Linked DNA regions of Sus scrofa: regions 1, 2, 3, 4, 5 and 7 are each linked to region 6. Evidence: chromatin contacts called from public Hi-C and HiChIP or PLAC-seq data. All regions are on one chromosome and are shown on one strand. Each heading gives the region's core, a stretch centred on a gene start, on an enhancer-like site or on the middle of the called end of the contact. The rest is flanking DNA. Distances are from core to core; before and after follow the strand shown. Region 1 holds the start of SERPING1 (serpin family G member 1). Region 2 holds the start of SLC43A3 (solute carrier family 43 member 3). Region 3 holds the start of PATL1 (protein PAT1 homolog 1). Region 4 holds the start of TIMM10 (a long non-coding RNA gene). Region 5 holds the start of CLP1 (polyribonucleotide 5'-hydroxyl-kinase Clp1). Region 6 holds the start of ZFP91 (E3 ubiquitin-protein ligase ZFP91). Region 7 overlaps ZDHHC5 (palmitoyltransferase ZDHHC5).

The links. Hi-C and Micro-C count contacts between places; a contact is called where the count stands out from the background. HiChIP or PLAC-seq counts read pairs in DNA pulled down with a chosen protein or histone mark.
Region 1: a contact with region 6 is called in an H3K27ac HiChIP or PLAC-seq map of skeletal muscle. The contact joins the promoter of SERPING1 here to the promoter of ZFP91 in region 6. A contact is called at or near these places in 1 of 47 Hi-C or Micro-C datasets (epiblast stem cells) and 2 of 2 datasets of contacts at active chromatin or transcription factors (alveolar macrophages and skeletal muscle).
Region 2: an H3K27ac HiChIP or PLAC-seq map of alveolar macrophages shows a contact between it and region 6. The contact joins the promoter of SLC43A3 here to the promoter of ZFP91 in region 6. A contact is called at or near these places in 1 of 5 promoter capture datasets (fetal liver) and 1 of 2 datasets of contacts at active chromatin or transcription factors (alveolar macrophages).
Region 3: a contact with region 6 is called in an H3K27ac HiChIP or PLAC-seq map of skeletal muscle. The contact joins the promoter of PATL1 here to the promoter of ZFP91 in region 6. A contact is called at or near these places in 1 of 5 promoter capture datasets (liver), 7 of 47 Hi-C or Micro-C datasets (embryonic fibroblasts, liver, mesenteric adipose tissue and 3 more) and 2 of 2 datasets of contacts at active chromatin or transcription factors (alveolar macrophages and skeletal muscle).
Region 4: an H3K27ac HiChIP or PLAC-seq map of skeletal muscle shows a contact between it and region 6, with 12 times the contacts expected there. The contact joins the promoter of TIMM10 here to the promoter of ZFP91 in region 6. A contact is called at or near these places in 1 of 5 promoter capture datasets (liver), 4 of 47 Hi-C or Micro-C datasets (heart right ventricle, liver, psoas muscle and 1 more) and 2 of 2 datasets of contacts at active chromatin or transcription factors (alveolar macrophages and skeletal muscle).
Region 5: a contact with region 6 is called in a Hi-C map of liver, with 13 times the contacts expected there. The contact joins the promoter of CLP1 here to the promoter of ZFP91 in region 6. A contact is called at or near these places in 3 of 5 promoter capture datasets (fetal liver, fetal skeletal muscle and liver), 7 of 47 Hi-C or Micro-C datasets (blood, heart right ventricle, liver and 2 more) and 2 of 2 datasets of contacts at active chromatin or transcription factors (alveolar macrophages and skeletal muscle).
Region 7: an H3K27ac HiChIP or PLAC-seq map of skeletal muscle shows a contact between it and region 6. The contact joins the enhancer-like site here to the promoter of ZFP91 in region 6. A contact is called at or near these places in 1 of 5 promoter capture datasets (liver), 3 of 47 Hi-C or Micro-C datasets (blood, epiblast stem cells and heart right ventricle) and 2 of 2 datasets of contacts at active chromatin or transcription factors (alveolar macrophages and skeletal muscle).

What each region holds. Positions count from the first base shown.
Region 1 is chr2:13,336,136-13,339,465 of Sscrofa11.1, forward strand. SERPING1 (serpin family G member 1) reads right to left here and starts at 2,044. Exons shown (of 7, transcript NM_001123194.1): 1 at 1,961-2,044; 2 at 540-1,005. The coding sequence starts at 2,017.
Region 2 is chr2:13,489,259-13,492,381 of Sscrofa11.1, forward strand. It overlaps SLC43A3 (solute carrier family 43 member 3), which reads left to right and starts at 1,655. Exons shown (of 13, transcript XM_021083039.1): 1 at 1,655-1,827; 2 at 2,872-3,123. The coding sequence starts at 3,057.
Region 3 is chr2:11,825,561-11,828,452 of Sscrofa11.1, forward strand. It overlaps PATL1 (protein PAT1 homolog 1), which reads left to right and starts at 1,256. Exons shown (of 19, transcript XM_021082992.1): 1 at 1,256-2,455. The coding sequence starts at 2,441.
Region 4 is chr2:13,391,668-13,394,691 of Sscrofa11.1, forward strand. It overlaps TIMM10 (a long non-coding RNA gene), which reads left to right and starts at 1,558. Exons shown (of 3, transcript XR_002341482.1): 1 at 1,558-1,697; 2 at 2,120-2,235.
Region 5 is chr2:13,283,844-13,286,760 of Sscrofa11.1, forward strand. CLP1 (polyribonucleotide 5'-hydroxyl-kinase Clp1) reads right to left here and starts at 1,365. Exons shown (of 3, transcript XM_003122716.3): 1 at 1,219-1,365; 2 at 1-480. The coding sequence starts at 458.
Region 6 is chr2:12,530,923-12,534,292 of Sscrofa11.1, forward strand. It overlaps ZFP91 (E3 ubiquitin-protein ligase ZFP91), which reads right to left and starts at 1,359. Exons shown (of 11, transcript XM_021083007.1): 1 at 193-1,359. The coding sequence starts at 554.
Region 7 is chr2:13,263,129-13,266,272 of Sscrofa11.1, forward strand. All of the region lies in intron 2 of ZDHHC5 (palmitoyltransferase ZDHHC5), which reads right to left. Among named protein-coding and RNA genes, the nearest start is that of ZDHHC5, 12 kb to the right of the region's middle. Within about 2 kb of position 1,318, at least 25 of the 83 cell types and tissues checked have an H3K27ac peak or open chromatin away from gene starts, as enhancers often do. A contact at or near this core is called in alveolar macrophages and skeletal muscle, where this site is marked.

The DNA of each region.
Region 1 (3,330 bases), core at 794-3,293, 810 kb after region 6:
ACTCTACATCCTTCTCTCTCTCTTTTTCTTTTTAGGACCACACCTGCAGCATATGGAAGTTCCCGGGCTAGCAGCTGAATGGTATTCGCACCTGCCAGCCTACACCACAGCCACAGCAATGCCACATCTGTGACCAGCTTTCAGCAACGTCAGATCCTTAACCCACTGAGCAAGGCAGGGATCAGACCACATTTTCATGGAGATTAGTGGGGTTCTTAACCCACTGAGCTACAGTGGGAACTCCCTACATCCTTCTAATTCATCTTCCTTATCGCCTTACGTTGAACCACAGTTGGGAGATGGTACTTTATTGTATATGTTCTTGTATAGGCCATAGGATTTTATAAGCCATCGTGCCTCTGAAATCATTGCTAAATGAAAGAATCAATGAATGTTGGAGAATAAAAAGATTCCCTCCCCCAAGATAGCCCAATTTTATAGCTTCCTTCCTGAGGAAGCTTTGCAGGTCTCCAGGTAGATAGGCCCATCATGGGAACATCTAACATATGCCCTAGAGACAACACAGTCCGAGTTCTTACCGAGCAGGACGTGGGTGAGGAGGCTGGCGATGCTGAATGGGGAGAAGACCATGTTGGTCCCTGCCTTCTTTATTGCCGAAAAAGCATGGTAGAGCCTCACGGAGAAATCGGTCAAAGCCTCCCCCAGCACGGCCTCTGCTGAATGACTCTCCTCGGGGCAGGAGATGGAAGGCACTGGGCAGAAGGGCTTGGTAGTGGGCAAGAAGGGCTCGGTAGTGGTCAAGAAGGGCTTGGTGGTGGGCAGGGTAGTTGGTTCGATGGGTTGAGTGGTGGACTGGTTGACGGGCTGGGTGGCACTGGTTGTTACGATGGTCAGGTTGGTTGGGAAGATGGAAGAGCTCTTGGTGGGTTGAATGGATACAATCTTGGAAATATCTCCCTTTGCGATATCACCTTCATTTTTCCCTTCTTCCGAGCTCCCTGGATCCACATGGCTGACATCATTCAGGGTTGAGGAGGCTCTATCCTGTGGTTCAAGAGACTTTCTTTCTTTCTTCCATTTTAAGGCACAATGCCCTTCATACACTCAACACAGGAAGAGAAGGTGGGATACCAGAGAATTATTCTCGGGAAAGGCTGGTGGGAGAGGGGCCTGCCCTGGAGCCACCACCGCTAATTCTTTCAGACCATGCATGGATTATCCCATTTCACTGAGAAAAAAGATATATGAACTAACTACCCAGAGTCTTACAGAAGCAGGAGGCAAAACTAGATGTCAAACTTTGGTCTCTGATGCCAGACCCCTTGAGTACATCATCTGATGCATCTCCAAGGCCAGTGCCAATGCCAGCTTCCACACGTGCCCTGAATGCACAGGCCAAAGTACCACCCACCTTTCTCCTGGGCTCATCTGTTCCCCCTGACCTCCCAGACCGCTGTGGAGAGCTTAGGTCTCGGCAGCCCACCTCCCCACCCTCACAACGCAGTTTTCCTGAACAAACCCCTCGCTTTTGTTTTTTGTTTGGCCAATGCCTGCCGCATCTGAAAATTCCCTGGCCAGGGATCGAACCCATGCCACATTTGGAATCAGAGCCACAGCAGTGGCGACTGCCGTATACTTAACCCAATGAGCCACGAGGGAACTCCCCAAACCCTCGATTTTAATATCAAAAAATGCTGTCCCTCTCCTTGCCCTCTTTGATCCTTCTGCTTTATTTCTCCATTTTGTGAATCAGGGCAGGCAGGCTCGGAGAAGTAACTGGCTCAAGGCCAGCACAGCCGGCACCATAGCGAGTCAGAATTAGACCTTGCCTGGGCCTGAGTTCGCCGCTTTTTCCACGTTCTGTACGAACTCCTGTGCGAGGGTCACATTTGCTAATCCCAAAAGGAGCTCTCCTCATTCTCCGGAGCCTGAAGGGTTAATCCTCAGCCCCGACCCCTACCCCCACTTCCCACCCCCACCCCAGGAAGGGGCCACTCACCCCAGCCAGCAGCAGCAGCAGCAGCAGGAGGGTCAGCGGGGTCAGCCTGAAGGCCATCTGGGCGGCGACGTCAGCCCGGACCTGCAGGGCCAGGCAGCGTCGGTGCCAGCTCCAAGCCTCGGGCCTAGGGGGCCTCCTACTACCCCACCCCTGGGCCCGCCCTCATTCCATTCCAGGCCCGAGCCCCTCTCTGCGAATTCCCCCTCCTCCCGCCTCCCTCCCGGGGCCACCTTCTCCCTGGCTCCTCCCCCTGTTTTGTTTTCCCCAAAACCGCTTCCCTTTCCCGGCACCGGCTGGCCCTTCCTCCCCCGCCCCGGACCCGGGTCTCCGTCCATCTGTTCCATCCAGAGGGTCCTGCTTTAGCCAAACAATGAGGCCGGGCCAGGGGGAGGAGGGGAGGTCCAGAGGGGCTGGGCACGGCAGCCCTGGGGATGGAGATGGAGGGGAAGGGGGGTGGAGGCAGAAGCCTAGGTGGCAGCAAGCCTACTAGGTCTGCAGAGATTAAGCGGCACTGGGGGAGGGAAAGAAGGCTAGGAGGATGAAGAGAGCTCCTTCCCCCAACTCCCCCAGACCCAGCACCAAACCTGCTCCCCACTCCTGGTCACTGGGCAGCTTCAGAGCCGACTGAGTGGACAGTCTCACAGGGTCAGGGAGGGTGGGGTGGGGTGGGGGTGGGGGTTGGGTCTCAGCTATTGGCTGGCCCAGGACACTGCCCAGTTACAAATTAAGGATGATTGATCACTGGTGTGAATTCCTGTAAATCAGGATGGGACGAACCACTTGGTCCAGCTTTGCAAGCAAGTTCTGGAATGTAGCCCAAAGCCCCTTGGGAGCCAGGAGTGGGGAAGCCTGGGTGCAGCTCTCAGCTCTACACACCCAAGCTCCTCCTCCATCTTCGTGGGTCATGATGGGGACAGCACTGACACAAAATGTGCTCCACAGTTTGCAAAGCAACCAGCTTTCCGGGAATTGGCCATCTCAAAGTAAGGGTTGGGAAATAGGCCCATTTGGTAGCTAAGAAACTGGGAGTTCCCGCTGTGGTGCAATGGGATCAGCGGCATCTCTGGAGTGCAGGCATGCAGGTTCAGTCCCCAGCACCTCTGGGCGGGTTAAGGATCTACGTTGCCACAACTGCAGCGTAGATCTCGACTATGCCTCGGATCTGATCCCTGGCCCAGGAACTCCATTCGTGCCCTGCAGCACTTAAGTGGCTGGCTCTCGATCGCCCTCACTTGGAGATAAGCCTGGACCCCACTTCCGGAAGTCCGAATCTCGCCCCTGCTCTCCTCCCTGGGTGTTGTGCTTCTCTGCCTGGAGCTGGAACAAGTGGTTTTCTTGTGCAACAGAGGAGGAATCTGAGGCACACAGCC
Region 2 (3,123 bases), core at 405-2,904, 960 kb after region 6:
GATTAGTTTCTACTGCACCACGACGGGAACTCCCTATTTATTTATTTATTTTGCTTTTTAGGGCCGTACCCAAGGCATATGGAGGTTCTTCAGGCTAGGGGTCAAATTGGAGCTACAGCCGCCTATGCCACAGCCACAGCAATGTGGGATCTGAGCTGTGTCTGTGACCTACACCACAGCTCACGACAACACCAGATCCTTAACCCACGGAGCGAGGCCAGGGATTGAACTCACATCCTCATGGATCCTAGTCGGGTTGGTTAACCACTGAGCCATGAAGGGAACTCATTGATTAATTTTTAAAGAAAGGATTTGTTTTCTTAATGTCCCATTAGTCCATGTGAAGTCTGGGAGTATTTTTTTTTGGCTGTGCCTGTGGCATGCAGAAGTTCCCTGGGCCAGGAATCGAACCTGCGATACAGCAGTGACCCAAGCCTCAGCAGTGACAACAATGGATCCTTAACCAGTTAGAAGTTCGTGGGCATGTTAAGAGCACATGTAGAGTGAAGTTGCTCTGAAATCCCCTCCCAAGGCTGCTTCTCTGACTCTGTATCTGGACCCTGGAGAACCTAGTGCTATTCTTAAGCAGTCTGGCTACTGACTAACATACTTGCAGGGACTTCATCAACCCAGCTCATATTTCTAATTATAATTAAGATAATTAAGGTACCGCAGGCCTCATCTTACAAGTGGGGCAGTCAAAGGGCTTGCTTGGGGCTATGTAACTAGTGAGCACCTGGGTATAGAACCAGAACCGAGCAACCTGTCTTTGGGTGGTTATCCTTCTTTATCCTCCGTGTTTTAGTAGAGATCTGGAAAATACTCCCTGGTTCTGGCTTTCCACTGCCCTAATCTTTTATTTCTTTCTCATTAAAAAGAAGGGTGGGCTTAGAATCTTTTGAGTCCCTGGGGAAACCAGGAGGCTAGGCTTGGGAGTTTGTAGACTACTCTAAATATGCAAGAAGCTCTCCCTCCAATTCAGCTTTCTAAGCGGGGCTGGGAGGAAATGGCCACTGAACTAACTTGCACTGGGCTCGGAATGATAGCAGCGCAGCTGGTTCAGCTGGCTATCTCATGCTGATCACAAGCTCCGACGGCAATTATATATGTCTTTGATTAATAAAAAATGGAGCCATGAATGAATACTTAATCAACAAAGTCTGGCGGGTAGACTCTTTCAGAACCTGGGCTGGGGTGAGGCAGGGAGCAATCAAAGAGGTCCTTGGTGGTGAAAAAGCAGGATACTGCTTCAGGGGGATGGTTTCTGGAAAGATGCTGTCAGTGGGGAAAAAAAAAAAAATCCTGCGTGGCCTCCAAGTTGCCAGGTATGTTTTATCCGGGGAACTTACTGAGGACTATAGCTTGGGACACAGCCTCTTAGATACTCTGGGGAATACTCCCAAGAGGTAAAGGGAGGAGCCAGGATATCTAGGAGTTTTTGCTGGAAAAAAATAAAAATAAAAATCCATGCAGTCGAGCAGGAAAAGATTCCTGCTAATCGCAAAAGCAGACAAGTTCATGACTGTAGTTTTCTAAGTATGAGAAAAGGCAAGAATCTGAGGTCTTTGAAAAGTTATTCCTAGATAGGCATCTTAACTATCCAGGGCGGGGGCGTTTCCTGTTTTTCTCCATCCTGAATTTCCCTCGGGGCACACTGTCTGGTAGGCTGCAGGTACAGAAGTGGCTGGCAACATTCTTTGTTTCCTGAAATGCCAGGCAACGTCTTCTGTCTGCACAAATAGGGGAAAACGTGTTCTGTGCCCACCCACGTGGTCAACGCAGAGCACAAGGAATACGGCGTCCGCGTGTGTGTCCCCGTGTCCGCAGGTAAGCCGTCCGTGTGTGCTGTGAGTGCGTGACCTTTCCCGTTGCCAGTGTGAGCAACGGGATTGAAACGATCTCGGTCAGGGGAGGGAGAAGGCGCAGAGAAGAAGAGAAGCGGAAAGGGGATCAGGAGGTGCACGCCGGCGAGGTCCACCCGAGTGGAAGGAGGGGGGATTCCAGGGCGTGGTCAAAAAGAGCGTAGGACTGTGAGGCTCGGAGAAGAAGGAAATGATGGCGAGCGGGAGGTGGAGGACCTGCCAGGCGCCGCCCCGCTCACCCCGGCCCTTCCGGGACTGCTGGGGGCGTGGAGGGACTGGGAGGGGCGGCGGGAGGCGCGAATCCAAATCTTCAAAGGCGCCGAAACCCGCGTCCCGGAGAGCTCGGAGCCAGGCAGGCGAGTAGCTTGCGGCGCAGGGCTGGAGGCGGCGAGGTCCCGGGGCCGGGGAGTGATGAGGCCCTGAGGACAGGCGACCGGGGGTGGAGGGTGGGGGGGGGACGGAACGGGGTGGGGGAGCTTCTGCCCCAGGACCTCAGAGCACGTGCCGGAGGGAGAGCGGGGTGGGGGTGAGCGGCTTCTGGGCGCTTTCCCGGCAGATGGTGGTGTGAGGGGGGCGGCGGGGAAATGGGAGACTGGGGGAGTGCCAGCCGAGGGTCAGGCAGGATCGTGTTGAGGTAGGGATGTTTTTAGCATTAGACTGGCCTGCAACGTGACTGACTGGCCCATGTGACCTGGGGAAGTTGAGCCTTTTGTCGGTCAACTGAACATAAGAAAACACCCACTTTGCCAGGATATTGTGAGGACATGTGTCAAGTCTCCCATCCCCTGTTCCTGGTTCAGAATTGCTGCTATTATTTTAGCGGATGTCTCCTGAATTGGGGCTCTGTCTCTGCTTTCCCACCTGTTGCCAGTTGTGGGATAGAGAGGCCTTTGCAGCTGTTTCTGGCTGTTTCTAACCGCTGGCCTCTTTATCGTACAGAGAACGCTTTGTACACCTCTGCCTTTCCCTCAAGCCTCCTGTACCCAGCAGCCTCTGCCTTATTTTATAGGATCCAGAGAATCGCCCATTGATGGGTTTTGCCCAAGCCTGGAACAGCCAGAACAGCCAGAGAGCTTCCTGAACAGAGGGCCTGCCAAAGGGATTTTCCAAGTGCTGGAACGCCAGGCTTCGCAGCGCCTGTGGTCAGCCCAGGAGACCGCCCTTGGGATTTGAGGATCAGCTCCACCTGGAACCATGCAGGGAGCGAGCCTGCCCCTTCGGATGGCCACTCTGCTGACGGGGCTGCTGGAATGCATCGGCT
Region 3 (2,892 bases), core at 6-2,505, 710 kb before region 6:
TCAAGAAAATACATTTGCCTAAAGTGGCCCTCATTCATCTCCCTCAAAGACAGCTGTTGCATGAGAAAAACATAATTTTATCGACCATCTCTATCTTGTTTTCTGTTTCTTTCATTTCTGCTCTTTACTATTTCCTTATTTATCCTTTCTTTGACATCATCCTATAGTTCATTTACATTCAGGCTTTCCTATTCTCTCATAGAAACTGCTTTAGCTGTATCTCAAGTCTTTATACGTTAATAAGTTTATCTACTTTCCACTATGTTTTCTCAAGCAGTCCATTAATTAGAAGTGTGGAGTTTTTTAAAATGTTCTGATGTCTGGAGTTCTCATTGTGGCACAGTAGGTTAAGTATCCAGTGTTGTATTTGAGGTGGCTCCAATCGCTGCTGAGGCACAATTTCCATTCCCTGCCTGGTGCAGATCCAGTTAAAGATCTGGTGTTGCCACAGCTGTGGCAAAGGTCACACCTGTGGCTTGGATTTGATCCCTGGCCCGGGAACTTCATTTGCCACCAGTGCAGCCAAAAAAAAAAAAAAAAAAAAAAAAAAATTCTGACATAATGATCAGAAAACTTGATCTGCAACATCTAGAATCAGCAAACTCTTTCCGTAAAGGGCCAGAGTAATTATTTCAGGCTTTGCTAGCCAAATAGCCTCCATTGAAAGTATTCAATTATGCCTTTGTTGCCCCAAAGCAACTAAAGACAATATGTAAATAAATGAAGATGGCCGTCTTCCCACAAAACTTTACTTTGAAAAAAAAAGGCAGCTAAGCAGATTTGGCTGTGGGTCACACTTTCCCAACCTTTGGTCTATATGGCACCAATTCTCACTGTTAAGAAGTGCCCCTACCTAATACATGAACTTTTGTAGTGTTCTATGCGTGCTTAAAAGTTATCATCTTATCCCCAGCCTGCTCCACTTTAACATTTAGGTCTGTCCCATGTAAATATCCTCTTTTGTTAAACTGTCACAATGATTAAGAGACTGGGTTTCTGGAATGAGAGACCTGGTTGCCGCTTGCCATTGAGTGGTTTAGGATAAACTGCTTAACATCTCTAATCCTCAAATTCCTCATCTATGGAGAAAATAATACCACCTACCTCACCGGATTGGCATAAGGCAGACTTCAACCATCAGTAGAAGTACTACTGGAATCATCATGCCATTGAACCACTACTTTGTGAGGCAGGTATCATTAATCCCGTTTTCCAAAGAAATTAAGGCTCAGACACGTTTAGGTAACTTGCCCCAAATCTGACGGCCCAGTGGCAAAGCACTGATTCCCACCCAGAACTTCTATTTCCAAATCCAAGTTTCCACTACTCAGGCTCTGATTAATCCGGTCATACCACCACGTAAGGAATTTACTCTATGCCACTCCCAGGCGAGGCTGCACTTTAAGACACCGGAGAAAGGAGTTGCGAAACTGCACAAGAATTCGTGGTGCAAGGACTAAATTTCGTAGCCAAGTTTAGTCTTCAAGGGGAAAGAGTGAGTTCGGCTAGCGGAGATAACAGTTCTCCAAAGAGACTTCTGAAAACAGGCTGCCAAGGCACCTGGACAAATGCTTTTCTGGTCCTGATCCTCTAAGGAGGTGGTGTCACCCTACGGCGCACTCAGCCTCGATGACCTTGCTGCCCACGGCTGTGCTGCCTTTTTTGGCTCCCTCACTCCACACGCTTGATGTGCCTGAGCCCTAAAAATACCTCCCTGGTTGAACCTCCCTAATAAGCCTTCGGTTTAAAGAAAAGAGGAAAAAAAAGCCTTCATCTCTGAGACACATAAATCACAGCCCTGACCTGCTGTTGACTCAGCGGGTGACGTGCCGCTGAAAGTGGCGACGAACTCAGCCCCTTTCGATGACCTGAACTTTAACTTTTTTCCCCTCCACTCGGTGCCTATCGTATGTCGTGAAGACCGCCAAGCAACCCGAAGACGGTGTTGGACGCTGGAAAAAGTGCCCAGGAATGTCCATTTCTCCCAGCCTAAGCTAAGCCTGGGACTCTCCAAAGCCATATCCTGTGACAATCACAAGGCTTTTCTCCGCCCCGTCGGTGACGGAAAACTCGTGACTCGAACCTCAGCGTCGGGCGGGCGCAGAGAAGCCGGGGGCGGAGCTACAGGTTCGGATCGCGAGGAAGCCCCCGACGGGTGGCGCGTGCGCAGTCTCTCGCCACGGGACCTCCTTCCCGCCGCCGAGACTAGGAAGCGGGACGCCAAATCTGTCCCCGCGCAGCCGCCGCCGCCGGGCGCGGAGCGGGGCGGCCGCCCTCCCCGAGGCGCGCCTGCGCACGTTCCCACGCACGCTCCGGCGTACGGCGGCGGCCAGGGGTCGCGAGCCGGTGGAGGACCCGCGCGCGGAGGAGCCCGGAGAGTCAGCGCTTCTTCCCTCCCTCCCCCATTCCCCTCCCCGCTCCCTCCCCCCCCTCCCCAAGAATGTTCCGCTACGAGGTGAGCTGTTGCGACCGGAAGTGACCCCTCCCTCCCGCCGGCACGCGCCCCCCTCTCTGTTTCTCTCACGCTCAGCGCGTCGGTCCGCGCCCCTCGGGGGGAAAAGGGGGGGCGGAGGGGCCGGCAGGACCGAGCAGAGTGTGTGGGCTCTGGGGTCGCGGGTTTAGTCCAAGGGCTGTGAGCTGGCTTCGTGGGGGCGGGACTGTCCTATCAGTTGCTACTGAGGAGAGTTGACCTCTGTTTGGGGGTGGGGAGGGCCCGTTAAGTGCGGTAACCAACCACCCCCCACCCCACCGTACCCCCGGTGGGGCTCGGCATTGAGAGCCTTGCACCCACCCGGTGGCACTTAAGGCTTAAGGAAGAGCCACAGGGTAAAGCCCAGGGACGCATTTCCCGCCTAAGACCCAGAACTATCATCTCGCATTAATTACACATAG
Region 4 (3,024 bases), core at 308-2,807, 860 kb after region 6:
TTGCTCAGTGGGTTAACGATCCGGCGTTGCCGTGAGCTGTGGTGTAGGTTGCAGGCGCGGCTCGGATCCTGCGTTGCTGTGGCTCTGGCGTAGGCCAGTGGCTGCAGCTCCGATTCGACCCCTAGCCTGGGAACCTCCATGTGCAGCGGGAACGGCCCAAGAAATAGCAAAAAAAAAAAAAAGAAAGAAAAAGAAAAAAAGAAAAATCCAGGGAGATTAGGGTGGGTTTTTTTCATTGGTGGGGGGCGGGTTGCAGATCGAGGAATATATTAAGTTTTGAAAGAAAGAATTCACAGTACCCTCCTTTTCCCTCACCCAAAGGCTCTAGGTTAGCTCTGGCAGCAGCCACAATTGCTCCTATTCATCTCTTTATGGCCTAGGGCGTCTAGTAGAAGTTGAATAAGACACACTGTACTTTTGTGTGTGTGCGTGTGTGTCTTTTTGCCATTTCTTGGGCCGCTCCCGCGGCATATGGAGGTTCCCAGGCTAGGGGTCGAATCGGAGCCGTAGCTGCCGGCCTACGCCACAGCCACAGCGACGCAGGATCCGAGCCGCGTCTGCAACCTACACCACAGCTCACGGCAACGCCGGATCCTTAACCGCTGAGCAAGGCCAGGGATCGAACCCTCAACTTCATGGTTCCTAGTCAGATTCGTTAACCACGGAGCCACGACGGGAACTCCCCACACACTGTCCTCTCGACTCATCTTTCTGCAAGCAGGAACCATGCCTCACTTGTCTTTGCAACCCCAGAGAAAGCCTGGTGATCTGCACACAGCCGTATTCACACAAAGGCCCCAGGAGCACTTGGCTGCACATGGGAATCACCTGGGAAATTTTAAAATTTACTGATATCTGGAGTTGTCGTCGTGGTTAATTAATCGAACTAGGAACCATGAGGGTGCGGGTTCGATCCCTGGCCTCGCTCAGTGGGTTAAGGATCCAGCCTTGCCCTGAGCTGTGGTGTAGGTCGCCTGGGATCCCGTGTTGTTGTGGCTCCAGCATAGGCTGGCGGCTACAGCTCCGATTAGACCCCTAGCCTGGGAACCTCCATATGACACGGGTGCGGCCCTGAAAAGACAAAAATAAATAGATAAATAAATAAAGTTTACTGATATCTGAATCCTACCTCCAGGGATTCTGATTTAATTGGTAGAAAGTGAGGCCTGGGCATCAGGATTTTTTTAAAGCGTCCCAGGTGACCTTAAGTGCAACACAAGCTGAGAGCTGCTGTTTGCAGGGCGGGGGGGACGGACGACCCTTTTTCCTTCCCCGAGTCAGATATGCGCTCTGGACTCAGCTCTCCGGCGTTAGGGGCGAGGGTTACTGACCTCTGCGACCCTACCTCTCCTACTCAAAACACTCAAACCTCTCGGTGACACCCCCGGGGACTTGAATTCTAACAGGTTGCAGGCGCTCTGCGTTCGGCCTAAATCTCTATGGTATTTTTGAGTCCTCTCTAGCATGTGGGAGACGCCTTAGCCTTCAGACAGGGCCCTCTCTATGGTATCAGGTTTCCCGGCACCACCTAGATGGTACTTCATTCCGGAAGCGAGTACGGATCGGGAAGAGGCGGGATTTCCTCCCCGGAAGGGACCCACGTGCTTCCGCCTGACCCTACCTGGGCACCCGGTGAATTTCCAGTGTTTACCCGAAGTTGGGGATACCGGGGGCACAGTGACAGACCTCCGGCCGTGGTGAGCAACTTCTGACCTCAAAGTGACCCTGATGATGGTGCGGCCTTTTCAGTTTAGGGCCTGGTCTGGGTCCGGGCGCCGTAGTTCCGCGTATGATCCAGTTCTTAGGGCCCCCGCAGGTTCATGACAGCGGTTTAGAGTGTTCTGTTCCGGTTTCCCCATCTCCTTCTGGATAGAGGTGACCTCGAGGAGTTGGGCGTTAGGGCACCGAGGGTCGATTTACAGCCCCGCCATTAACGTGCTCTGTAACCTTGGGCAAGGCAGTGTCCCTTTTGCGGGTTCAGCCTCCACGTCTGTGAAATAGCGTATGAGGTCAGTGGCCCTTGCTGGTCTGATGGTCTGTGATTCCTCCACATTCTCCAGCCCCTGGTATGGAAAAGCGAATGGGAGGGCTGGGTGCTGACCGTGCCGTCTGTCCCCAGGTCTAGGAGGCCAGAAGGAGATCCCCTCGACCGTTCAGGGCTGAAATGGACCCACTCAGGGCCCAGCAGCTGGCAGCAGAGCTGGAGGTAGAGATGATGGCTGATATGTACAACAGGTAAGGACCGAGTCCGCACTACCTTGTCTTTAGAGAATGACCCTAGGTCACCCTTTCCAAAGCCAGAGGTGGATGACTTATGAAAAACGGTGGTCTACCCTCCCAGCACTCATCCCCCCCCACACCCCAGGCCCACATGGTTAAGGGCTAATCCAGATGTAGTGTGGGGTCACTAGAGGGAACTAGGCATTTAGATTGGGATGGAATTGACCATGAAGGAGCTGGACAGGAGGAGAGGGTCCATCTCAGGCTCTGGTTAGTTTCCAGGAATAGTTCAGCATTTGCCTTTTGACAAATAGCACATAGGCCACTAGTCACATTTCTTTTCTTTTTCTTTTTTTGATTTTTAGGGCTACATGTGTGGCATATGGAAGTTACAAGGCTAGGGGTCGAATAGGAGCTGCAGCTGCCAGCCTACATACACCACAGCTCACTGGCAATGCCAGATCCTTAACCCACCGATTGAGGCCAGGGATTGAACCCGCATCCTCATGGATACTGGTTGGGTTTGTTACTACTGAGCCATAATGGGAACTCCAAGTAGTTAACATTTTCTAAACTCTTACTCCATCTTAGACACATGTTGGAACATTTTATGTGCATTATCTCTTTTTATCTTTGCTGGATTAATTTTACTTATCTTGTTTTAAAGCGAGAACATTGAGGCTTCTGGAGATTAAGTAACTTTCTCAGGGTCCACAGCTGGTCAATAGCAATGTCAAGACCAGTACCTCAGTGTGACTTCTAACTAGTGCCTATAACCATTTGGCAAATTTGGGAACAAATCAT
Region 5 (2,917 bases), core at 115-2,614, 750 kb after region 6:
CCTACATCCAGCTCCACGTAAGTGGGACGGCGGCCCAAGCGCACTGCATAGTTGAGCAGTAGACGGCACACTGTGGACTTGCCCACATCAGTGGGGCCCACTACCATCACCCGGGGACCTCGCTCTTCTTCCTTCTCTGCCTGCCTCCGCATCTGCTCCAAGGCAGTGTGAGTGTTGAGATAAAGCAACATAGGGGTGTCTTTGGAGACATAAGCCACCTCGGTGCGACCACTGAGCTGTAGCGAACAGCCATGCCAAGTGAAAACAGCCACCTTGGCACCAGCATCAAAGGTGAATTTCTTGTTTCGGGTCAGCTCTGTGCCAAAGATTTCTGCCATGCCAGCCAGCAGCTCCAGCTGAACTGACTGAGATGCCTCCACCTCAAAGCGAAGTTCTGTTTCTCGCTCGAGTTCAAATTTAGTTGTTGGCTTCTTGTCATCATTGGCCTCCTCTCCCATCTTTTCTGCGTAGTTGTTGTGCCTAGAACACAAATGTCAGATCTAAACATAAGTTAGGACTCAGTTCAAAATCCTTCACTGGCAGTTTCTCTTTACCCTGCTTTATTTTTCTCCTTATCTCTGATCACCATCCGCTTCACTATATATTTGTTTATTGTCTGTCTACCCTCACAAGAATGTAAGGGTTGGAACTCTAGTACCTAGGATGGGGCTAGACAACCCAAAGGCACCTCTATAAATACACCGAGGGAATAAATGACTCAGAAATAAAAAGAAAGCAGTCTCTACAGATTGACAGACTTGATTTCATCGCCTTCATCGCCCCCTTCACCACTCAACTGGGATATTCCAGAGTTGAAAAGGCAACAGATGGCCACTCCCTAAGCCTCTTAGTCAACAAGAAAGGCGTTAGTAATTCGATGTAAAGCAGAGAATATCGGTTTCCGGTTTCCGACTTAGAAAACAGAATTAAGGCCCTGCTCAGCAACTACTAGGTAGTGTCTTTAGAGAAATCAATCACCTCTTCCTCAGTTGTCAACTGGAGGCACTTCCCCTTCCACACACAAAGTTCTGGGGATTAACAGGGATTGCTGGAGGAGAAAAAAAGTTCGTGAACTAGAAAACGCCGAGGAAAAGCGAAGAATTATCTCTGATCCCAGACCGCAGCTCTAAATCCAGCGTTTGTCCTAGCCTCCCTAGACAGTGAAACCTGTCCACGCTCCAAGGAGGCGACGGTGCGTTCCTAAGCTTATTACCTTACCTGTACAGGCACGAACCCAACCTTGTAAATCAAAAAGCCCTCCTAGGCAGAAACTCAGACCAACTGCTAACCGCGCTCGCCTAGATCCACGCCGGAAACTTGGGCGTTTCCTTACTTGCGCAGTAGAGGAGATGTGGACGCGCGGTGCTCCCTGGGACATGTAGTCGTGCCAGAACCGCTGCGAGCGACCACCTGGCGCAGTCGCTGGGCCTTCTGGGACTTGTAGTTAAAGGATTGTTTTGATCGTGATGTCAGCGGTGGGCGGGGCGGCGGCCGCCGAAGTTCGCGTTTCCACGGGAGGGAAGGGGGTGGAGTGGCGGTTACGCCCCCGCGCGGGGCGGGGACTGGCGGAAGGGTCAATGGACACCAAAGCGCAGAGGATGCGGATGCTCACCGCTGTTCTCCGCTCAACTGCCCTCCGGGAAGGGGAAAGACGGAGGGAAGGGGACATTATTTAGGTCCCATGGTCGCCTGGAAGCGGGGAAATTAGGGAAACTCCATTTGGATACGAGAAAACCTAGGGGTAGAGAAAGTGGAGGAAAACAGCATAAACAGAGACCAACCCGGACCTGAACCGTCACCAATTAACTGATACAGTGCTTGGCCCCTAGGGGTCATTAAAAAAATGTTTTTTGAATAAAAGTGCAAGAATTCTTCCACTTACTCTGTAAGTCAGTCATTTCCCAACAACCTCTCATTTATTTTTGGCCCCACCCGTGGTGTGTGGAAATTTCTGGGCCAGGAATCAAATCCGCGGCACAGCAGTGACCAAAGCCGCTGCAGTGACAATGCCAGATCCTTAACCTGCTGCATTACAAGAAAATACCCACTCCTCTTATTGATCAAGGTGTTTTGTTGGGAACTCTGTTTCCCTCCCTAAATCCCTGGCAGTTATACAAGGTCAGTCATTTATCCAACAAACAACAGGTTGGGCAATGTCTGTACTCTTCTGATGAGCTTGGACTTGGAATCTTGTATTCTTTGCTATGCCGCTTGCTTACTGTGGGACTTTGGGCAAATCACGGGCTTAAACTTTCTAACACCTAGTTTCTTAATTGTAAAATATGGATAAAAACAATACCCAGCCAAAATTGTTTTATTTATCTTTTTGTCCTTTTAGGGCCGTACCAGTGGCATATGGAGGTTCCCAGGCTAGGGGTCTAATCAGAGCTACAGCTGCTGGCCTATACCACAGCCACAGCAACGCCAGATCCAAGCTGCGTCTGCCACCTACACCACAGCTCACGGCTGCGCTGCATCCTTAACCCACTAGGCAAGACCAGGGATCGAACCTACGACCTCACGATTCTTAGTCGGATTCATTTCCTCTGCATCAGGAGGGGAATTCCTTAGCTCTTAAGTTTTTATTAGAGGTTGAGGAGGGGGAGCTACAAAGATGCCATCCATTTGTAGTTTACATTTCACAAAACCCTTTCAGCTATCCTCTTTCACAGCCACCTGTCAAGTCAGCTCTACTCAATTTCAGGTGAGGGAGGAGACTAAGATAGATGAAGGGACTTGCCCAAGCTAGTTCTCAAACCCAAGACTTTGGAGTTTGAGTCCACTTATAATAATAGTGAACGCACAGTGCTAGATGTCACATAGTGTTCTGTGGGCTTTACAGGGGTAAATTTAATCCTCAAAGAATCCTGTGAGGTACAAACACACTGTGATTGTCAGCTCTGCTTACAGATGCATA
Region 6 (3,370 bases), core at 109-2,608:
GGGGGGCGGGGGAAGCCAGAGAGGTCCGATAAGACCGCCAGCTAACAAGGAAGCGGTGTGACATCTGGCAGGCGAGCCGACAGGGGGCAGAGCAAGCAGGATGTCACGTGGAGTGGTCGCTACGGGAGCCGAGAGGGTTGCGTGCGGATAGAGGGGGGTCTTTCCCACCGCCTGAAAGACTGCGTTACTCACAGGAGTCGCGGACTCTTCTTGCCCTGAGCTGGAGACGGGGGCTTCGCGGCCTGGGACTGCTGCCCTGGGGCGTCGGGAGGCCTGGCGCTGGGGCTGCTCCTCCGCCGGCGGGGATACTCGGCCTTCCTCCGGCGGGACACAGCGGCAGCGGCGGCGGCGGCGGCCGCCGCAGCGGCCCGGCCCCGGTCCCGACCTCCCCTCAGCACGCGGCTGGTAGTGGTCCCCGCAGGCGCCGCCACCGCCGCCTCCTCAGGGGGCTGTTGTTGGGGCTCCTCCGGAGCCGCCTTGGCCGCCGCCGCCGCCTCTCCCCCTTCCTGGTCCTGCTGCTCCGGGGGTCTCGGCTCTTCCGTCTCCCCCGGCATCGGGACTCGTCCGTCCCCCACCCCCTAATCCCAGGCGGCGGAGGCGGAGGCGGCGGCGGCCGCGACGCTGCTCCCCCCCGCCCCCCGGAGCGTTCGGCTCACTCACTGCGCTCCTCTTTTTCCCCCCCTCCCCTCCGCCCGTCTCCGAGGGCGCCCCCCCCGCCCCCTGCCACTCAAAGCCCGCTACTGCTGGCGGCGCGCGCGCGCCCGCCACAGGCGCACAGCGGGCCAATCGGAGAGGAGGAACAGCTCCTTCGCCCCGCCCCTCACAGTCTCTCGCGCAGCGGCGTACCGGGTTCCCGCCTCCACCCCTTTCTTCAGCCAATCAGGAAACGGCTCCGAGGGAACGCGCGAGGTTTCCTTCCCCGCGCACCCGTTCTCACCGTTAAACGGCTGCGTCTCGCGACAATCCCAAAGTGACCTTTTTTTTTCCCCACCTCCGAAGCTCAACGCGCGCGAGGGGCAGTGGGAGGGTCAGGTCTCGCGAGGAGATTAGTGGGAAGAAAACGCACCTCTTTCCCCTCCTGGCGCGCACCCTGAACTGGCTGCGCGCGCACCTGCCTCCCTAAGGAGCTGCTAATGCCGCAAGGGCTCTTTCTAGCTTTCTTCCTTAAGCCGCGGAAGTAGCCTCGGCGTTCTTCTTCCTCCACCCTGATCCCACTCTCCTGTCTGTGGCCTTTCTGTCCCCAGCGCCGCTAGGTCTTGCGGAGAGAAAGGGGAAATTTTTTTGAGCTGTCGCTTCTCCTTTAAGAAAAAAAGCCCCGTCGGCTGCCGGATGAAAGTCTCTGAAAAAATGGCGGCGGCAAAACAGAGGCGGGGTCGTGAGGGCAAGTAGGGCCCGCCTCTTAGCGCATGAGCATGGTTAACTTTTCCAAAGGCATCCTGGGAAACGAAGTTCGGCTTCTCCTACGCCTTAGGAAGAAAGCTAGGAAACCAGAGGCGGAGAGGCTTCTGGGAGTTTTTGACTGGTGCATGATGGGAAAGGTAGTTTACTCTTTCCGCAGTTAGAATTTGCTCTTCTGGGGAGGTTGTGTTTCCGGGTTAGGCCGCAAGGAGCCTGCGCAGGTCCGGGCACAACTGTTGATCCCGTTGCTGGTCGGGATTGCCTGGCAGGATTTTCCTTGCTTCTTTAACTTGGTGTTGGCGAATCATTTCTAGGGTGGCCACTTAATAGCCCTTACCTTTGTTTGGTTATATGGCACATCGTCTGAGACTGGCTAGCGTTCATATCTGCAATATCCGTCTTCTCCTGTGTCTGACCCACTAACCTGTGAGTGTCTCAAAGTCAAAGATTGATTGTGGTTCCATTGATTCATAGGGGGCTTAGCACAATCACCACCACTCATTTGATTTTTAATAAAAGTTTGTGGAAAGAATTGTAGAATTGTTTTTTTATTAGATGTCGCCGGGGACAAGGAACTGGCGTCAGTTGCTTAACCTGGCTGTGGTCCCTGGGCTGGAGAGAAGGATGAAGGGTTGTTTGCGTGACTCTGGTGACCCACCCAGAAAATTGAAGGCCTCCTTCACACCCCCCGCCCTGAAGCCGTGTGCTTCTGTGGTTTTTACTTGTTTTGTGTTGCACAGGAAGCGTGGTCAGAATAGCAGCTTTGTCAGAAATTACTTTTCTCTCCACCAACATGTGCAACTAAATTGCCCTAATGCATCAAAACGAAGTTTCCATTTGCTCATCTTCAAGTTGGATTTGGTGAGGGTAGTGAGCCTCTTGCGTTCCTTCCTTTCTGACTTTCATCTATTATAATCAAGAAGCGATCTGCAGGAACGATTCTTAACCATGGAAAATAAAACTCCGGAATTAAAAGTCTCCAAAGTAAATGAATAGAAACAAGATCTTGGGATCCAGTTTTAAGTGTCACATGAATCATTCAGTTAAACTGCAGTTGGAGTCCCACATTTGCAAGCCAAGGGCTGAGAACATTATTCCTTCCAGTGTTTTGGTTCAGTTACCACTTCAGATGGGCCAATGTTCATAGTCTTTGTGGAATGTTTCGCACTTTCATGGGGCTACTGGCATTTCAACTGTAAAAACTGTCATAGTGTAGATGGAAAATTTTCAAACCCCCATTTGCAGTGAGCATACTTTTAGAATGGCACTGACATCCAATGGCTGCTCAGAGTAATGCAGAGGTGGGATCTCCTTTATGTCAAAAAAAAAAAAAAAAAAAAAAAAAGTTTTGAGAGTCACAATGGAATGAAATGGAGAACAAATGATTCCTTTAGAGTAACCTAAATAGAGATCACTCTGTTGTAGAGGAAAGATTACAAACTTGGAAGATAAATCTATCTTATAGCAAGTTACAAAGCTACCTACTAATTCTGTTATCTTTAGCAAGTTACTATTATCTATTTCACCACTGGTAAAAATGAGGGTACTATCTATATCACAGAGCCATAGTTTTAGTTCTTTAAATACTGCCTTCTCATATTAGGCTTTTTTTAAATGTTTTATTCAAGGTGAATAAAATCACAGCAGTAAAAAAAAAGTGAAAGTTAATCTCAGTGTGACTTTTCAGAAAAACTGCTATAAGGCAGTAGGCAGGAATTGTGCTTAATTGAGATGTCTGCAGCTTAGAACCTGGTGTCTCAAATCTCCCAGTTTCATTCTTCACAACCCCTATAGTTTGCATTTTGAACCACTGAAATAAACCTGGCCGAGGGAATTAAAATGTAACCTGGTCCTGATAATCCTGTTCTGCCTTTAATGGGTTGACAGTCTATTTAGGAAAGCAGGTGAGCATAATTTCCAGATAAGTAAAGACAGCAAAATGAGGAGCTCCTGCTGTGGCTCAACAGGATGC
Region 7 (3,144 bases), core at 68-2,567, 730 kb after region 6:
AAAGCAAGGGACACCACCTGCCTCTCTGGCTCCTCTTCTCTCTTCCCAGCTGGCTCTGAACCACTCTCAACTGCCTACATCAGATATTCCTGAGAATTTTATTCAACTAGAGGCTAGTTCTCAAGGTAAAGAAAAGGAAACCACTCACATATAAGGATGCCAAGGCACAGGACTAGACCCTTTGAGATCAATAAATGAAGCAGAAGAGTGGAGGAGGGGGCGGGGGGAAAGCAGGTATCAGACCAAAGCAGCCCTAAATCCTGCAGGAAAAAGAAAGTGGCCACACATCCAATATTCCACAGGGTTCAAATCAAAGATATGCTTTAGGTAACTTTTCCTTGACACAAAGAGTGACCTGGTCCATGACTAAGCTCAGTTTCTGTCAGGACAGCAGTCTCAGCAGGAGTGCTGCCAGCGCTCTCCCTTTCTCTGAGGATGGTTCCTGGGAGCTGGAAGGGTCAGAAGAACATCTGCTGTGCTGCTTACTTGGTCAGTAGTATCACCCTCTCTCCCATGTCAGCTCAGGAAGAACTCCCCATTACAAGACAGTGGCTCAATACCCTAATCTGCTTTGTGGCTGAGAATTTAATCTCCAGAATTAGGCCAGCATCTGTCCTCGTCCCCTTTATCTAGACCAGCCAGAAGGAAAGGAAGAGTTCACTGAAGGAAAGGAAGAAGGGGCCGGAGAACAAGACAGTAAATGAGCCTGGAGAGTTATTCCACAGAAGCCCTGGATTCCGTTGAGAGGTGATCTGTCTCCAGCAAAATTAAAAGCACAGCCCTGAATCGTGAGTCAGGACAGTCTGAAAGACCCGAGCTCCCTAATGAGAAAGAAACTAATGATAAGAGGCAAAACTCATTGTCACAAAGCATCTCACAAGTCTTTGTCTTTATCACCACCATCTATTTATTCAAATTCCATTTAACCTGTCATTAAAAAAAAAAAAATTAAGTAAATATTTATGGTGCACTGGACTTTTTAGATAGTAAATATCAATTAACTCTTTGCTTCTCTGGCTGGGTCAGGACATAATTGGGAGACAAAATAATGAAGCTCAGAGGGAAGGCACTGATTTCAGTGCAAAAAAGGGACTTTCTGTCACAGCTCTAGTTTTAGTCGACTGAAGTCTCCTATGGAAGCCTCTTTCCCTGGGAGTTCTTTGATTCGGAAAAGCTGTCCCCATACCTTGGCAGGGTTTGGGGTAGAATACAAGCAAGAAGGCAGAGTCTTTACAAAGCCCCACCCAGAGCCTGATCCTAAGGAGGGAGGGAGAGAAACTGAAAACCAGTCATCCAGGTCAGAGCCCCTCCCTAGTTCTTAGCTGTCACTTCAATTTCCGCCCAGGGAAGAGGAGAAAGGGTGACTCACTTGACTCCCACAGCCTGGGAAGATAATTAGAAGGGAAAAAGAAATTAAATCCTTAGAACACTGAGGTGTCCATGATTTAAGTCTTATTCCTAGAACTGACTACTGAGACCTCTTGAGCTTTTGCAAAAAGTAAGTTTATCTCCAAGGGAAACAAAGGTGAATGAGAACAAGCCATCAGTCCCCTCACAGACCCAGATGTCCATCTTTCTGACCCCATTTTTTCCTTCAGTTTCTGCATTTCCAAAGCAAATCACCTAGTTTCTTGGCTCTAGTGCCAATGACCTGCCCCCGGATAATGAACTTTATCCCTGCAAACTGCAACCTTCTTGATATCAACACATCCCAGCTGAAGTGTGGGACTCTAGAATCAAGTTCCAGTATCTGTTGCCAAAATCAAGCCTACCCTCACAGTGGCAACACAAATAACCTCACAGGCAATAGCTGCTCCTAGATTCAACTTAAAAGCCACCGCTTCCAACCACAGCACTCTGAGAAAACATCCCACCCAAGAGAGGCCTGTGTGAGAAGAGCCTGCTCCTGCTGTATCCCGCATTCTGCTGGGCTCCAGGAGAGGCTTGCCATTGCTACAGTACTTTGCCAGATTCCTAGGTGACCACCCCAAGTGGCCTGTCTGAATCTGTTGCCTTTGATGGAAGGAGATGAGGGCCGGGCTGAGGAGAAGCCGTCCGGGCTCGTCCTCAGCCTATGGCAACAATCACAGAGCTCCAAAGTATAGGGAGTGGCTGTAGGCCGGCTGACTCATGATGAGACTCCCAGACCGACACCATCCCAGGGAGAACAGGTTCTTCTGCCCACCTGTTTGCCACTTCTGTTTTCAAGGCCAAATAAAATATTGGGAGAGTAGATTTCAATACCCACACTCTTGAAATCTTGAAAATCTGTTTCCTAGCCCTAACTCTTTCTACTATAAAAACAAATAAACGAACAAAAAACTGCTTAAGTTCCTGGTAAGAAAAATAAGCAGCAGTCAAGAAACTTTGGATTTTAATCCTGTCTTTTTTTTTTTTTTTTGCTTTCTTAGGGCCGCACTCATGGCATGTGGAAGTTCCCAGACTAGGGGTCTAATCAGAGCTACAGCTGCAGGCCTATACCACAGCCACAGCAACACCAGATCCAAGCCATGTCTGCAACCTACATCACAGTTCACGGCAACGCTGGATCCTTAACCCACTCAGCAGAGAGGCCAGGGATCAAACCCGCAACCTCATGGCTCCCAGTTGGATTTGTTTCCCCTGAGCCACGAAGGGAACTCCTTAATCCTGTCTTGATCAATGCTTTGCTATGTAACCTTAGGCAATCCACAGGAAACTTTCCAAGCTTGTTACTTCAGCTACAAGTTACATATATAAGGGAAAAGGAGACAATGTTTGAAAAGAGCCAAAAATTCTTTTCAAACCAGATGGCTTAATACTGAGCGTTCATGGGATAGAAAACAAAACAAAAGAAAATGATTAACTATCTCCATCATCATCATCCATTATCATTCCAGCTCCACCTTCATCCCGAACTCCACTTCCTCTGTCTCAAGTACTAGATTCAAGAACACTTAATACAGAGGCACTTCGCTCCTCAAGACCAGGTCTGTGCATTCCTCCCATGCCTAGCACATACCTGGAGTGGGACTAATGTTCTTTGTTGATGAGGCTAGGCTAGGACGAATACCCCACTTCTTGCCCCTAGGGCTCCTCAAGATTCCACGGGAAAACAACCTCCCCTCTTCTAGATGGGTAAATTTCTCATTAAACACCTGACCT